Linked DNA regions of Anas platyrhynchos: regions 1, 2 and 3 are each linked to region 4. The links are chromatin contacts, called in public Hi-C maps. All regions are on one chromosome and are shown on one strand. Each heading gives the region's core, a stretch centred on a gene start, on an enhancer-like site or on the middle of the called end of the contact. The rest is flanking DNA. Distances are from core to core; before and after follow the strand shown. Region 1 overlaps ZBTB20 (zinc finger and BTB domain containing 20). Region 2 overlaps ZBTB20 (zinc finger and BTB domain containing 20). Region 3 overlaps ZBTB20 (zinc finger and BTB domain containing 20). Region 4 overlaps ZBTB20 (zinc finger and BTB domain containing 20).

Region 1 (3,324 bases), core at 787-3,286, 420 kb after region 4:
TTACCAGCAGAGGCAAACAAATCTCAGCGACCATTCAGTCTATGAAACGGGTCATTATGCATAAATGAAAGGATAACAGGGAAAGATCTCCAGTGAGAGAAAACAAACAGCGAACAAACAAGGCATTTATTGGCTTTCCTGTACAAAGCAGCTTGATCTGCCTCTCTCGGGTGGGAGTTCTCCCTGCAAACCTGGTCTCTTCATCTCCGGTATGAACCTTAGTGTACTGTGTCTACCAAAAGTTACAGCAGGCTGAGACAATATGAGAGCACTTAAGAGGTGCACTTGGCATCCAGACCAGCCTTGAGATCCAAAGCTCTTTGTGTCCTTCTCGAGGTTAATAAGATGAGATTTTACTGACTCCATCCTGGCTTTTACAAGCTTCTTGAGGATTACTGAAATTGGAGGTTGCATATGAAAAAGACGGTTCACCCGTTTCCTAGAAGGGATGTTCATCCACTTTGCCCTTCGAGTCCTGAAATGTGAGACACGCCTGAGGAGTGTTCTTTGTTATCGTGTCTCACAAATATATCCAGTGATGGTGAGTCCATATGTCTCTGATAAAGAAAAAAACCTTACTGTGCATTCCAGCCTTTTCTTTTGTAAACATACTAGACTAGACGAATTTGGCTCTCAAAGGAGAAAGTATTAATTGTGCTGGCTAATAAAACTTTCTGTTGCTCTCCTTCCAATCTGGTCTTCTAAGCATCAACAGACATTAAAACTGGCTTTTGGGAAGTGGGAATGTATCAGAAAGTAGCACGAAACCAAAACTTGCTTGCAAGTTTTCAGGAATTGAGATTTGAATCTCATTCCCGAGTAACAAAAAAGTTAAATGCACCTACTCACTGCACAGCTTTCAAGCTGAACGTACAAATAGCTCAGTTCCTCCTACTGTTCATTCTCTGACAGATGCCTCAGCAGTAATACATCTGTGCTCTGCCCAAATCCAGTACTCGCAGGCTTCCATTATTACTTGCATATGTTTGTTTCCACTGACAGTTTAAACAGACAAGTAACAATCCTCTTTAAATATGTGTCCAAAGAACCCTTAGGGGCTATTTTCTCCTCTACATATTGCAACTCCCACTGAGCAGCTATGCAGACAAGCAGTTGCACACACAAGAAGCCCAGAACAACGTAACTACTTGTAGGTACTTTTATATTCGTGTGGGATACCAAGCTTCAGGCTTCTTTTGATGACTGTTTCAAGAAGCAAGCAACGCCACTGTTAATTTCAGCCAAGTGTAATCTTCCCCTATGATTATTATTGTACAAAACGAGGTGAGAGACTGGTCCAGGTTTTGAACTTGTCTTTCTTGGACACAACGGACTCAAATCTAAGGCTGGACCTCACTGGGAGATACCCAGCTGTGGGAAAGCCAATTGGAAAAAAAAGTTACTTGTTGCTTACCAGCCTGTGAAGTTACATTAACGGGGTTAAGAGAGCAATTATAAATAATAATAATAAATAAGTAAGCAAATTTAATTTAAAAAAAATCTGCTATTAAAACTAAGACTTTGTTGAGAAGTGGACATGTTAGATGTATTTGGCCTCAATTTTGAGCTATGGTAGGGTCTACCTATAGTAGGGTCTTTTTATATCACTCTGAAAGTAGAATAAGATTGTAATGGGAAAAAAAAAAAAAAAAAAAAAAAAAAAACTTTAACAGTTTTTAATATGGCCAGGAACCATTTGAGCTTCCGTTGTCCATGGAACATGGTCTTGACTTTTCCAGGTCCCATCTGCTTGTACAATACACTGAGGAAGGAAGAAAGAAAGGCATCACTTCCTCTTTCTCTCTGTGCCTCGATTGTTCCTGATTTAAAAAATGGAAATCATAATGTTGATTCAGCTACTGGAGTTAAGCAAAACTGACTATTTTCATTAAACGCAACAAGATATTTAAGTAAGTTTTTTCAGAAAGGCGAAGTGCTATTTATTCGTATCAGCAGCTATCTCTGGCTAAACTGTCCTGGAATCTTTTGTGAGCGTTCCCTTCTCCGGCTGAACTCAGCTGATAACTGCGCTCTGTTTTGAAGTACTTGTGTCACTCCTTTATCTAAAAAGCCTAGCAGAGACTTAGAACGGGCACTTCTCTTTTGTGGGTAATGAGAACAAAGCAAAACAAAACAATACAAAAAAAAAAAAATCACGGCAAGGTCTCAGGATTAAGGCTTTGCAGAAGATCAACCAAAAAAAAAAAAAAAAAAAAAAGGAAAAAAACCATCTATTGGATGTTAAATTCTTTGCAGGCTTTGCCTGGATATGACGAGAATAATCACCAACATCTCCTGAAAGCAAGCCTTTTCATCAAACCTCCAAAGCTCAGATTTCAAGGAATTTCAAGGAGAGATCTGGTAGGAATCTTATTAATACACCTATGCACGCTGCCACAAGGGAAACAGTATCTAACACAGCAAAAATGAGGTCAAATTCAGCAGCACTGTCCTAGAGAAAACTGTCTCCTGGTCACAAATCACTTGTGGAGTACCATGTATCATCTTTACTGCTTCAGATGTACGCCAGCTGCAGCCACTAGGCTAGAAATACAAAGCTAAATTCAGCTCTCAGTTCAATGTTGATTCTTTTAAATTTCATGGAATTACGACACTTTTATACAAACGTAACTTAGGGCAAAACACGACCTACAAACTTTTTAGCAGATACACAGACATTCAGAAACTTGACGTGGAACTTCTTATCCCAGGAGCACAGTCCTCTGATGATTATTGTATGATGATTATTCCAGCTCACTGCTCACGAGGGAAAAGGGAAGGGCTGTGGCCTCATCCCACCTCACTCTGGCCCTATTCGAACCAAGTCCTGCTGCTACAATTTTCTCCCTCTCCTGCCAGTGGGACCAAGTTAGCCCCTCTTTTTGCATGAAGTTCAGACTTTTTGTCCTCATTTTCTTTGAACAGCTCTGCCCCCTGCCTGCGTCTCAGCTTTTATTTCTTCTAGCTGCTCACATTCTTCCCAAACCTCCCTCCTAAATGCTCCATTTGTATCCTTCTCCCACATCGAAGCCAATGTTCCATAGTAACATTACTCAACCAGATTTTAATAACTCTTTAAAACAGCCTACAGACAACTAAGCCATGCTCGTGAACAACCAGCCTTAACCAGGAAACTCCAGAAAAGTTGTTCCTATCTCATCTCCTTTTTCCTAAAGCAAACCCAGTAGAGTAAAGAAAGAGATGGCAATGCACTTTCAGGGTGATAAGGCAAAAAAAAAAAAAAATGGGAGAGAAAGACTCTTACAGCAATAAAATTAGCTAATACAGCTATGGCTAACGCTCTCCCAACTGCTCTCAGGAACT
Region 2 (3,209 bases), core at 375-2,874, 270 kb after region 4:
TATTTTTTTTTCTCCCTGCTAGAAGCTCCTACTTGCTCTCAGTTTCAAAGCTTTTTTATTATTATTTCCACCAGCCAGCCAGACTTTCTGCGGTGATGTCCAGAAAGAAAAATCTTTTAACGTGTCTTGGTGCTTTTCGGGGGACCACAGCAGCTCACAGGACTAATGTCCCCATCCCATCTCCCCACAGAAGGGACCCTCAGCACTATCCATGCCACGTGTCACCACTACAGCACTATCCCTGAGCAGTTTCAGCTGCTACAGCAGAGGAAAGCAGAACTCGGAATAGTAACTTTAGAAGAACATCTTAACTTGGAGAAAGAGAAACATATCCTGCAAATTACACCCATGTTTAGGTACACTAAGTGGGTAACAAATGATTTAAGTGCTCCAGGAGGGTTAAAATTCAGCTGCTGAATGCTATGCCTTTATCCAGTAAATCCCTACCTAAATCCACAGACCAGCTTCTGATTAGCAAACCCCGATGCAAACCTGAGCTCCTTCTACCTGAATCCCTGCCACCAACACCAAATTTACAAAGGTGTGCCTCTGATCCAGACCCAACCCAAGGAGCGATGTCTTTGGGAAGGCTGGACAGTGGCTTGGTAAGCAGCACATGTCCCTTAGGTCAGCCTGCACGGGCTGTTACCAAGTAGAAAAGGGATTTTGGGCCCCGGTGAAGAGGCTGCATCCATTAATTGGCTGGCTACAAGGAGCTTGCATGTGCTCGACTGTTTTTGTTGGGGTTTCCCACCTACCTCTGTTGAAAGTTGCCGGAGAAAAGCTGGCTGGCTATTTGGCAGAAGATTCTCCCTGATGGGATTTTAACCAACAGTCCAGGTGCCCAGTAGACATTACTGATGCACAGTTCCAGCTCTGCTTTTTTATTTTTTATATATAATTTTATTTTTTACTTATTTATTTAAAGTTTTATCCATCTTCACTTACAGCACGCAGTGCACTTATTTTCAGCTCAGGTTTAAAAACTCACCAGGAGAAAAACCGTAATACCTTATCCTATCAGACTAATAACACAGAGCTTACATGCCCTTTAAATCAGAATTGCTTCCCCCCAGCCAACGGTGGATAAAATTGTTCTAGACTGCAGCAGATGGAACTGGAAACCTTTCCTTCCTGTTTATATCTGGGGCACATATGATCAGCCTATGCGGATAAGGCTTCAGCAAAACATTTCCAAAAGAAGTGTATCAGGAACGCGAGCATTTGCAGATAATAAATCACAGAAAAATGCACCATTAGAGCTCTGGAAACAGCCCTTTTTCACCCTGCAAAGGGGATCAAAAGCTCCAAAGTACTAAGCCAGGCTGAGCAACTTCAGTCTCTACGTCCCTCAAGCATGAGAGGAGCACACAAATCTTTTGTATGTCAACAGCCAGGGCAACAGCGGAGGGAGAAGGGTTTCCTGAAGCAGCTGCTGACAAGGTGCGCTCAGGAAGGAGCACAGAGGCCCTATGTGATCGCCTTAGAGTAAGGAAGGTTTCCTGGTAGATCTCCAGGACTAGGCACTGCGAGAAAAGACTCCCCACTCAGGCCACGGACTGGGAACCTGACCAACACATGCATTTTCTAGTGCTCGTTATCAGTTTCGGAGAGCAGGTTTATCTTCAAAGGACCTAATGCAGCAGGGAAAGAGCATCCCCTGCCCTTTGCAGCCGGGGAACACAGGCACAGATATATTGAGTTTTCCAAGGTTACAGAGCCGGAGACGAGGAAAAGAACCCAGATTTCTCTTGGTCTGCTGATCAGAGCCTTAAAAACACCAAACAATCCTCCCTCCAGCTTCAAGGCCACAGTTTGATGCTTAGTACTTTCGGAGGGCATAATCTGGGCACAAGTGAGGACGTGCAAGACAGGGGAAAAAAAAAAAAAACTTGTTTGATCTTCACGGGAAACCCTAGCCCTGAAGTAACCTTGAGGTAACGAATAATGAAAAACATGATTTCTACTTGCAAGTTTAACACATGAGGTTTGGCGGTCATCAAAGTGGTTTTGACTCTAAAGTGAGAACTGGTGTTTTTACACTATACTTTCAGCACAGTGGTTTTAAAATCTCTCTGTAAAGATGGATACAAGCAGTTTGTTTATTAGGTTAGGAATTAAAGAGTGAAAAAAATAATAATTTTAAACTCTCCTTGGCTTAATTACTCTTAACATTTATTCACTTAATCAGAAGAAAGAAAAAATCAGCTTGACTTTTTTGACAGCAAAGACAAACCAACCGGAAAATTCACCTCCTACAAGAAATGTTGAAAGGCAAAACTCTGGATAGCAACATGTTAATAAAATGCTTTCAAATACAGACACAACTCGATTGTAATGAAATCTTATATTCTCTTTGACCTGCCACCTCTGCATTCAGCTTCTCCCCTCCAGAAGACAGGGAAGAGTCTTAGATTCAAGTATCGTTTTTCACCTCCTTACCCAGAGGAAGGGGCACTGCACAGGATACAGATATGCAAAATCAGGTGCCTGTGAATTTACTTTGCAAACTACCTGCTTACACAAAAATAAAAAAATTAAAAAAAAAAAAGGAAGAAGCTACAGTAAGGTCAGAAAATATGACTATTTCTTCAACATTATTTTGTTTCCTTCCTTAATTAATGTTGCTAAGACAGATGAATACTCTTAAATTCATTTCAAAAATAGGGAATACTGGGGGCCACTGATAGTTGTTTTTTTCCAAGTTTGCAACAAGTCAGCAGCAACGCTGGGAATGGACCACTGCTGCCAGGCTCTCATTTTGTGTCTCTGCCTCTGCTCCGGGGCCCCAGATCTTCCCCAGCTCCTGGGAAATAGTGACTTTTATATCTAGAGATCAAAGGGGCAGCATTTATTCTCTGAGGACATGAAGTCCTAATACCAGCTAAGACTAAATGCTCTTAAATTGTTCACTGTAGGGAACTTGGAAAAGAGACTTTGTTTTGCACCATTTATAGTGTTCTGCAATCAAAAAATTTCAGAGACTGCAGGAAGATACATACTTACATTTAGGTTTGAGATGACTGTTCCAGGCCTCACCCTAACATAATATTTCATAGGCAAATAATAAAATGGATAGAGATGGTCTTTCATAACAAGCTTCCAATTTTATTTGGTTCTATTTAATCACGTATTTTGCTGAGGCCAACTGCATTCTCTCTGGTTGCTTAGACAGTGGGTTTCATGCATTCTTGCATATATTTGAACTT
Region 3 (3,211 bases), core at 176-2,675, 310 kb after region 4:
ATTTAGACAAACTTTTCTACCTGATTCTAGAGTATTTAATGTAACTCAATAATTTAAAGTGGATATATAATATATAACACAATGTATTTTAAGAAGTAACAACATTGATCATTCATAGACCTCACCATCTTGCATTTCTTAGACACTAAGCACAAATAAAGCAAGGACTTTATTTAATAAAGGGTTCTCAAGGCCTTTAACTGGGGTCATGGTAAAGCTGTAGACAGGAACGACTGCTAAGAAAAGCTAGTGACAGAGCACTGCTTCCAAGTCCAGGTACTAATTACAATTGCTCCCTTCTATTTGCCACCTGCCATAATTATAATAGAAGGGTGGAGTTTCAAATAGAGTTGATAGGAAATTTTGATGGAATGCCCCCCAGACCATTACAAAAATACCAGAATTTTTATAGTACAATATTTTTTGAAAACATGAAGGCTTTTCTCAGCATCCATGCCACAGTTAATCCACAGTTCAGAAAATTCCTTCACAGATGGGAAAAAAATATCAGCTATACCGTGCAAAGATATAAAAAAATAAGTTTCAGTTGACTCCAAATATAGGGCTTTTTAATTGTATGGATTAGCAAAGAATACTTTGTTTAAAATCTATTTCGTATATGGGTTTACAAAAAATTATTCTCCCACCAAGTGAAAATTCTGGCTTTTGTTCCATTCAAGGTTTTAGAGAACGAAAGGGAAATTAATATGTACACTCTAATCTATTCATGCAGTTACATTTTAACTCTGCAATATAATCTCTTCCTCTTCACAATATCATAATATTTTTCCTAACTTATCTCCAAGCTCTTGAACTTCACTTATGCATAAAACAGGACATACTGTTTTCCACATGTGTACTGTGTACACAGTAACAAGGAAATCAAATGAAAACTGCAGAAGTCTCCAAAATGGAGAGAAGGACCGGGGCTTACTTACAGTATTTTTCCCCCACTGGCAGATTGTCTTTCATAACAGAGTCCCTTGATTCACCAAAAAAAAAAAAAAAAAAAAAAAAGAAATTGATTGTTCCAGTACCCATTTTAACCATGAAGTACAGAAAAAAAAAGGTTGGGTAATACTTCTCAATGCAATAAAACAATAAATACCATTCTGCCATCAGAAGAACAAGCCAGTTAAACATGTTACTTTATTTTTAATTCACAGGAAAAAAAAAATTAGACCTGTTTAAGGAGCAACCAGTCCCTCCCAGCAATCCCAACACCCCCAAAAAAAGAAAAGACCTTAAAGAACGCGCAGATGAACAGAGGGAAAAAAAAAAAAAAAAAAAAAAAAAAAAAAGGATCCCATGCATTAGGCAAAAGTCTGTAATATTATCTAGAACGACAGCACAGCCATTGTTAGTGCTGCCAAAGCACTGCATGTTTGCTATATCACCCGAGGTCCTAGGAGAATAATAAACTAAGCAGATTAGACATAGACTGATGTCTCCGTGCTGCTTCCCACCTCCACCAAACACAGGCGAGGGGCTGCACTTTAGGAGGCGGGCGGGCAGGTAGACCCAGAAAATGGGTACTGCGTGCTGGCGGGGGTGGCGGGGTGGGGAGGCACTGCCAACAACCAGGGCCTGTTTATTATTTAACAGTTGGTATTGCTAGAGGCCTGGCACTGCAATAGAGCAATCTCTGTTTCAGTGCAAGGAAGCCTGATTACGAGCGCTCGGGAGCCAAATCATGTTTACCGTAGTCTGCGAGAACCTTGGTGCCCCCAGCAGACGTGGAAACTCTGACAATAGCTGCCGTCCAGGAGGAAGGAAGTCTTCCCGAGGCAGAAGCTAAAAAGAAATTGTGATCTATGTGCAGGGCAGGAAGGTTTCAGATGGGATGATCCTCAAAGCTAGAGTGCATCATCTGCACTGTCACTGACCAGTCCATCCCCTCCCTCCTCTCCATTTTATGAGCTGATACATAAGCATCAATTCACCCTCTCAAGCAGCTGGCATTACCCAGTGCTAAAATTGCTTTCAACTTTGAAATGGGGGGTGCCAACACTCTCGTGTATATAGTCTGCTTCCTCCCCAGCAAGGACAGTATGCCATGAAGAAAGCACTGTCCCAGTGTAACTCCTCTGATCAACAGAAAGATATCACTGAGAGAAGTTAGCTTGAAAACTTTCCTCAGCTTCTGCTGGAAATTGTCCCTGTACACAAGAAAAATCTGGAGCATCTCCCTGCACACACACAAACTCCAGCTAATTCATTTTTATTTATTTATTTATATATTTTTAAGTTATTTACGGAAATGCTCACAAAGATTCAGCCACACTCTAAAAAAAATAGTTGTAAAGCATGGAAACTACTGAGTAAATGCAATCATCAAACTGAGTGAACACTACCAAGTGAGATCTCAACAGTCCATTCTGTAAAAAATCATAGTAAAGGAAGATCAGACCATCCTGGCGATATGAAGCCTTCAGCTGTAGCTTGTTGATCTAAATGCCAACTCACTGCGGTAACCACAAGAAGCTAATCACATCTGATAGCTGCTCCTCGGTCTACATAAAACAAGCTCAATGAATCTCCTTCTGCTTCCCCATGAACGGGACTCGTTATCTCTGGTATTTCTCTGATTCTGGTGAGGTCCTGAGGGTGGGCTGCTGGAAGGCATGTAGGATACTGGGATCTCCAACACCAGCCTGCTGTAATGCCCTGGGAGCTGGTGGAAAGTGACTTTCGCTACATCCCCTTCTTAAAAAGAGGATAATACATATAAGAAGTAACAACTAATTTGTTAATATTGATGAAGAGCTTACCAGCAGGGACATGGTACATGTGATAAGAAACAGTTTTATTATATTTTGCATCACTACAATGGACCTTGACTGGCTTCATTAGTAGAGGGATGGCAAAACAGAGAAGTCTGTGGAAAGTCAAGGTTAATTGCAGGATGAAGTCACCCCTGAGAGAGCACAGTAAGGTGGGATCCCTAGATCCACCAGTTATCTTCTCACCATGAGGAGGGGAAGGCCCTGAACCTCACGTGGGATCCTGTGCCCAGGGCAAACCAGCGCCTGCCATCACTTCTGTGCGGCACCGCAAAGCGTTCCTCGGACAGGTGGTGAGGAGCACCAACAGCCACCTGCTCCTGGATCTCCTCTCGCTGTGTTCCCCAGCTGACTCTGGCCCTAACTGCTTTCAGCTGGCCAACAGCAGCTGCCCCGTGCTGCTGCGAGCGAGATGGCTGCAGGCCGTG
Region 4 (3,365 bases), core at 661-3,160:
TGAATTTAGTAGGAGTGAAGGTGATTTGGGGACATTAAAACCTTTGGGGTGTAAAAGACTGTCCACAGAACAGGTAGAGCATGAAAAGCTGTAGGCTCCACCTCCCCATGGTGCCCTTTGCCAATATTCCTCACCCCTGAACTTGGCCACCTCAGAAAGCAAAAGCAGGAGGTCATTCTCTGAGTTCCCTACAATCCCTGCTGGCCTCTGTCCTAAGGTTGCTTTCATGGGTTTCTATTTGTACTGTCAAAAAACATCAGTGTGAGGTTTCAAATCCCATTTACTAATGAACTCTTTCATCTTTGTGAATGGGATAAAGAGATTCTTTGTTTGAAAATAAGGATTATTTTTTTCTTGTTGTTCTGCTCATTTTTGCATCTTTTCACAAGCTTTTTGTTTTCAGAAAACATTACAAGACAAAACTGTACCCCGGTTTTAACAAAGAGTTTGACATCTCCAATTTGAAGAGAATTCTTACATACACTAAATAGCATGCTGCCTGCTGCTCAATTGTTTCACGTCTCTTTCTTCTCCCCAAATCACCAGGTGAGATTTAGGAAAGTCTCCCCAATGTTTTTATCAGCTCTATTAAAACCAAGATCTCTAGAAGAAGCTCATAATGAATACAGTCAGAAGCCAGCAGGAATGAATTGCAGCTAAAGTGATTTTGATAGTGATGAGCCCTATAACCCAGCTGCTTCCAAGTTTGGCCCTGAGGCAGGATTTTTAAATTAAGAAAAGAAAAGAATATACATACTTTTTAATATGATTTTTTTTTATTGTCATGCCCTGATTTTTTTTATAGGCCTTTGCAAAGTCTGGTTGGCTTCTGAGCTCTTGAAACCTGGCATCATCATCTTTCTTCCTCCTTTTTTCCCCTTTGTAAGTTTACAACATCCTAAAACCACCACAAAAGAGGTAAGCTATATTTTATACAACTAGTGAATGATGAGATTGACATCACCCTCTGTGTTCCTATCCAAGAGACTTTCAGGCAGGGACCAGTATGAAATGATGTCGTTTTGAAGACTTGACAGGGTAAGTGCTGACTTTTTAAAGCATAGTTTTAATCATTTCTCATTCTCTCTCCTTTTTTTTTTCTTTTTTTTTTTTTTTTTGGGGGGGGGGGTTGAAAATTTTGCATGTCCTTATGTCCTTTAAAAGTTAATGTCCTTTAAAAATTAACCCATGCTGAGTAATCTGAAAGTGAATGCACTGAAAATAAGGGTCTTAGGCTGCTACAAGCACACAAGTTTACAAATATCTTCCAGAGCCCTCACATGCTGTATATGAACCTCTCCACAGAAGCACTTTTCCCTGTCTTGGTGGAAATCCTTTACAAGCCAGAATGTTAGAGCCAGACACTTGTTTTCTCCCACTGGAAAACAGTACAGGCTGAAACTCCCTGCCAGTAGATATGCTTGGGTAATGAGAAGCATATGACTACCTGAAGAGGAGTAACTACAGTTCTAGTTTGAAGCAGACACGCTCAGAGGGTTTTCCCTTTTTACTTCATAAGAAGTAGGAACAGCCAACATGCTCTCATCTTCCCCCGGCTGGCTGCATTATTGTGACCCTAATGCAAAACACTGTTTTAGGGGTAATTTCCAAAAAAGGGAAAAGGTAAACCCCGAGGAAGTCATGCTTGTGCCATTATGGAAAGATCATCCAACTGGCTGGAAAGCCTGTTCTGCAGTAAGGAACATCTTTTCAAGAACCCTGGTGCAACCCAGCAGTGCGTTGGTGTACTCACAATCAGATGACCCTGTGTGTGCGTGCAGGTTTGTTGGTGAATGTGGTGCGTGGATGAGGGCCGGGCTCAGAGACGGAACAGCTTCAAGGTTCAGGCAGGGAAGGCCCGGCTTGGCGCTGCATGCACCCGTCTGAGTAATCTCATTCTCCTCAGACGCCTTCTGGTTTTCAGCTGTCTTGGGTTTCTTCCTGAAAATAAACAAAGAGACCTTTGAAGGGACTGACTGCATATTTGGGAAAAGGCATTTTTAGAATCTGTTAAAGATAACTTTCTTTCCCCCCCCCCTCACCCTCCCTCTCTCCTCTCTTTTCCCTTACAGGGAGGGAGGCAGAGAAGACTCTCCTCCATGCTTCTTGTTTGGAAACAAGCTGCTCCTTGTTTTGACTCTGATGCAATGGCCCTGAGACTGTATTACAGCAAACAGGCCAAGAACGAAGCTCCTCATTCTGCCCCTACTGATGACATATAAAATGAAACTAGTCCCAGTGGTTTAGACAGTCGAAGCTCCATTTGACAAATATTAACTAAGGCTGCAGCATTCTGAACAGAAAGTTATACAGGAATGCAATAGATTTGTCTGAAAAGCAAAAAATATGCAAGTTTCCAGTTCAACACAAATCAGGGCAAAGACTCATAGAGAAAAGCAGTGAAGTAATTTTGATATGCAGAGGTCATCTAAGTAAAGCACTAGGATTTGGAGCCTGAAACAACAGAGAACATGCACAATGCATGCGAATCCTCAATGCCTCTGCCTACCCAGAACCTTGTGGCATTTTGTATACACAAGGGATTAAAACAAGTAGTGATTACTCATTACACAAATGGGGAAACCAAGGCACAGAGAAGAGACTTGATGGACTTTGACTCATACAGCAGGTCCTCTGTACAGGCAGGCAAGAACCTGGATCTCCTCTTTGCTTCTTTTCTATTTTAGACTTGAAAGCCACACTTCTGATGCTCCCTCGAGGCAGGCAGCTGCCGGGGGGACCTTGAGCCACAGCCTCTACCAGGGGACACCACTGCCCTGGCCTAGGATGGGGACAACAGCACCCAGATAAACATTTGGCACAGGGTGCTGCTGGAGCCATGGTAGTGCAGCCCAGCATCCACCACTTTTTGTTTGGGTCCATGCTGGTGACAGAGCTCCTCTCGATGGAGATGGAGACAGGTCCTACGTGTGAAGGGACAAGCCAGCAGCCATTGCCAGCATGGGAAGGGCTCCTCACAGGGTGTGCGTCCACCTAGGACAGCTTGCAGGCGACACACTGAAAAACGTGATTTTTGAGACCTGGCAGGGCTTCTGGCTCAATTTTGAGACAACCCTGCCTTACAGGGACAACGTGGGGCAGCGGGACGCCCGCCGGGCCGAGTAGAGGCCCGGGCCGCTTACATAAAGGCGTTATATAAGGGCGGCACGCCCGGCCGGGGGCAGGGCCCGGCCCCGCCGCCATTTCCTGGCGGTCGCCGTCGGGGGGCAGCAGCCGCCCAGGCCCGGCCCGGCTGCCGTGGCCTCGGAGGTGTCACCTCGGCCACGACTGAAAGCTTCGGCGGGTGTGGGAGGGAGAAGAAGAAAACAAAAGTTACACGGGCCAAAAAGAAATAAAACAAGTCA

The links. Hi-C and Micro-C count contacts between places; a contact is called where the count stands out from the background.
Region 1: a contact with region 4 is called in a Hi-C map of small yellow follicle, with 3 times the contacts expected there. The contact joins two enhancer-like sites. A contact is called at or near these places in 3 of 8 Hi-C or Micro-C datasets (skeletal muscle, small yellow follicle and subcutaneous adipose tissue).
Region 2: a contact with region 4 is called in a Hi-C map of small yellow follicle, with 9 times the contacts expected there. The contact joins two enhancer-like sites. A contact is called at or near these places in 2 of 8 Hi-C or Micro-C datasets (F5 follicle and small yellow follicle).
Region 3: a Hi-C map of small yellow follicle shows a contact between it and region 4, with 3 times the contacts expected there. The contact joins two enhancer-like sites. A contact is called at or near these places in 2 of 8 Hi-C or Micro-C datasets (small yellow follicle and subcutaneous adipose tissue).

What each region holds. Positions count from the first base shown.
Region 1 is chr1:87,061,218-87,064,541 of IASCAAS_PekinDuck_T2T, reverse strand. All of the region lies in intron 2 of ZBTB20 (zinc finger and BTB domain containing 20), which reads right to left. Among named protein-coding and RNA genes, the nearest start is that of ZBTB20, 56 kb to the right of the region's middle. Within about 2 kb of position 2,036, at least 4 of the 8 cell types and tissues checked have an H3K27ac peak or open chromatin away from gene starts, as enhancers often do. A contact at or near this core is called in small yellow follicle, where this site is marked.
Region 2 is chr1:87,210,441-87,213,649 of IASCAAS_PekinDuck_T2T, reverse strand. The region is part of intron 5 of ZBTB20 (zinc finger and BTB domain containing 20); the gene reads right to left. Among named protein-coding and RNA genes, the nearest start is that of ZBTB20, 210 kb to the right of the region's middle. Within about 2 kb of position 1,624, at least 5 of the 8 cell types and tissues checked have an H3K27ac peak or open chromatin away from gene starts, as enhancers often do. A contact at or near this core is called in F5 follicle and small yellow follicle, where this site is marked.
Region 3 is chr1:87,162,690-87,165,900 of IASCAAS_PekinDuck_T2T, reverse strand. All of the region lies in intron 4 of ZBTB20 (zinc finger and BTB domain containing 20), which reads right to left. Among named protein-coding and RNA genes, the nearest start is that of ZBTB20, 160 kb to the right of the region's middle. Within about 2 kb of position 1,425, at least 3 of the 8 cell types and tissues checked have an H3K27ac peak or open chromatin away from gene starts, as enhancers often do. A contact at or near this core is called in small yellow follicle, where this site is marked.
Region 4 is chr1:87,476,851-87,480,215 of IASCAAS_PekinDuck_T2T, reverse strand. It overlaps ZBTB20 (zinc finger and BTB domain containing 20), which reads right to left. Exons shown (of 13, transcript XM_038181943.2): 11 at 1,754-1,941. Among named protein-coding and RNA genes, the nearest start is that of DRD3, 67 kb to the left of the region's middle. Within about 2 kb of position 1,910, at least 6 of the 8 cell types and tissues checked have an H3K27ac peak or open chromatin away from gene starts, as enhancers often do. A contact at or near this core is called in F5 follicle and small yellow follicle, where this site is marked.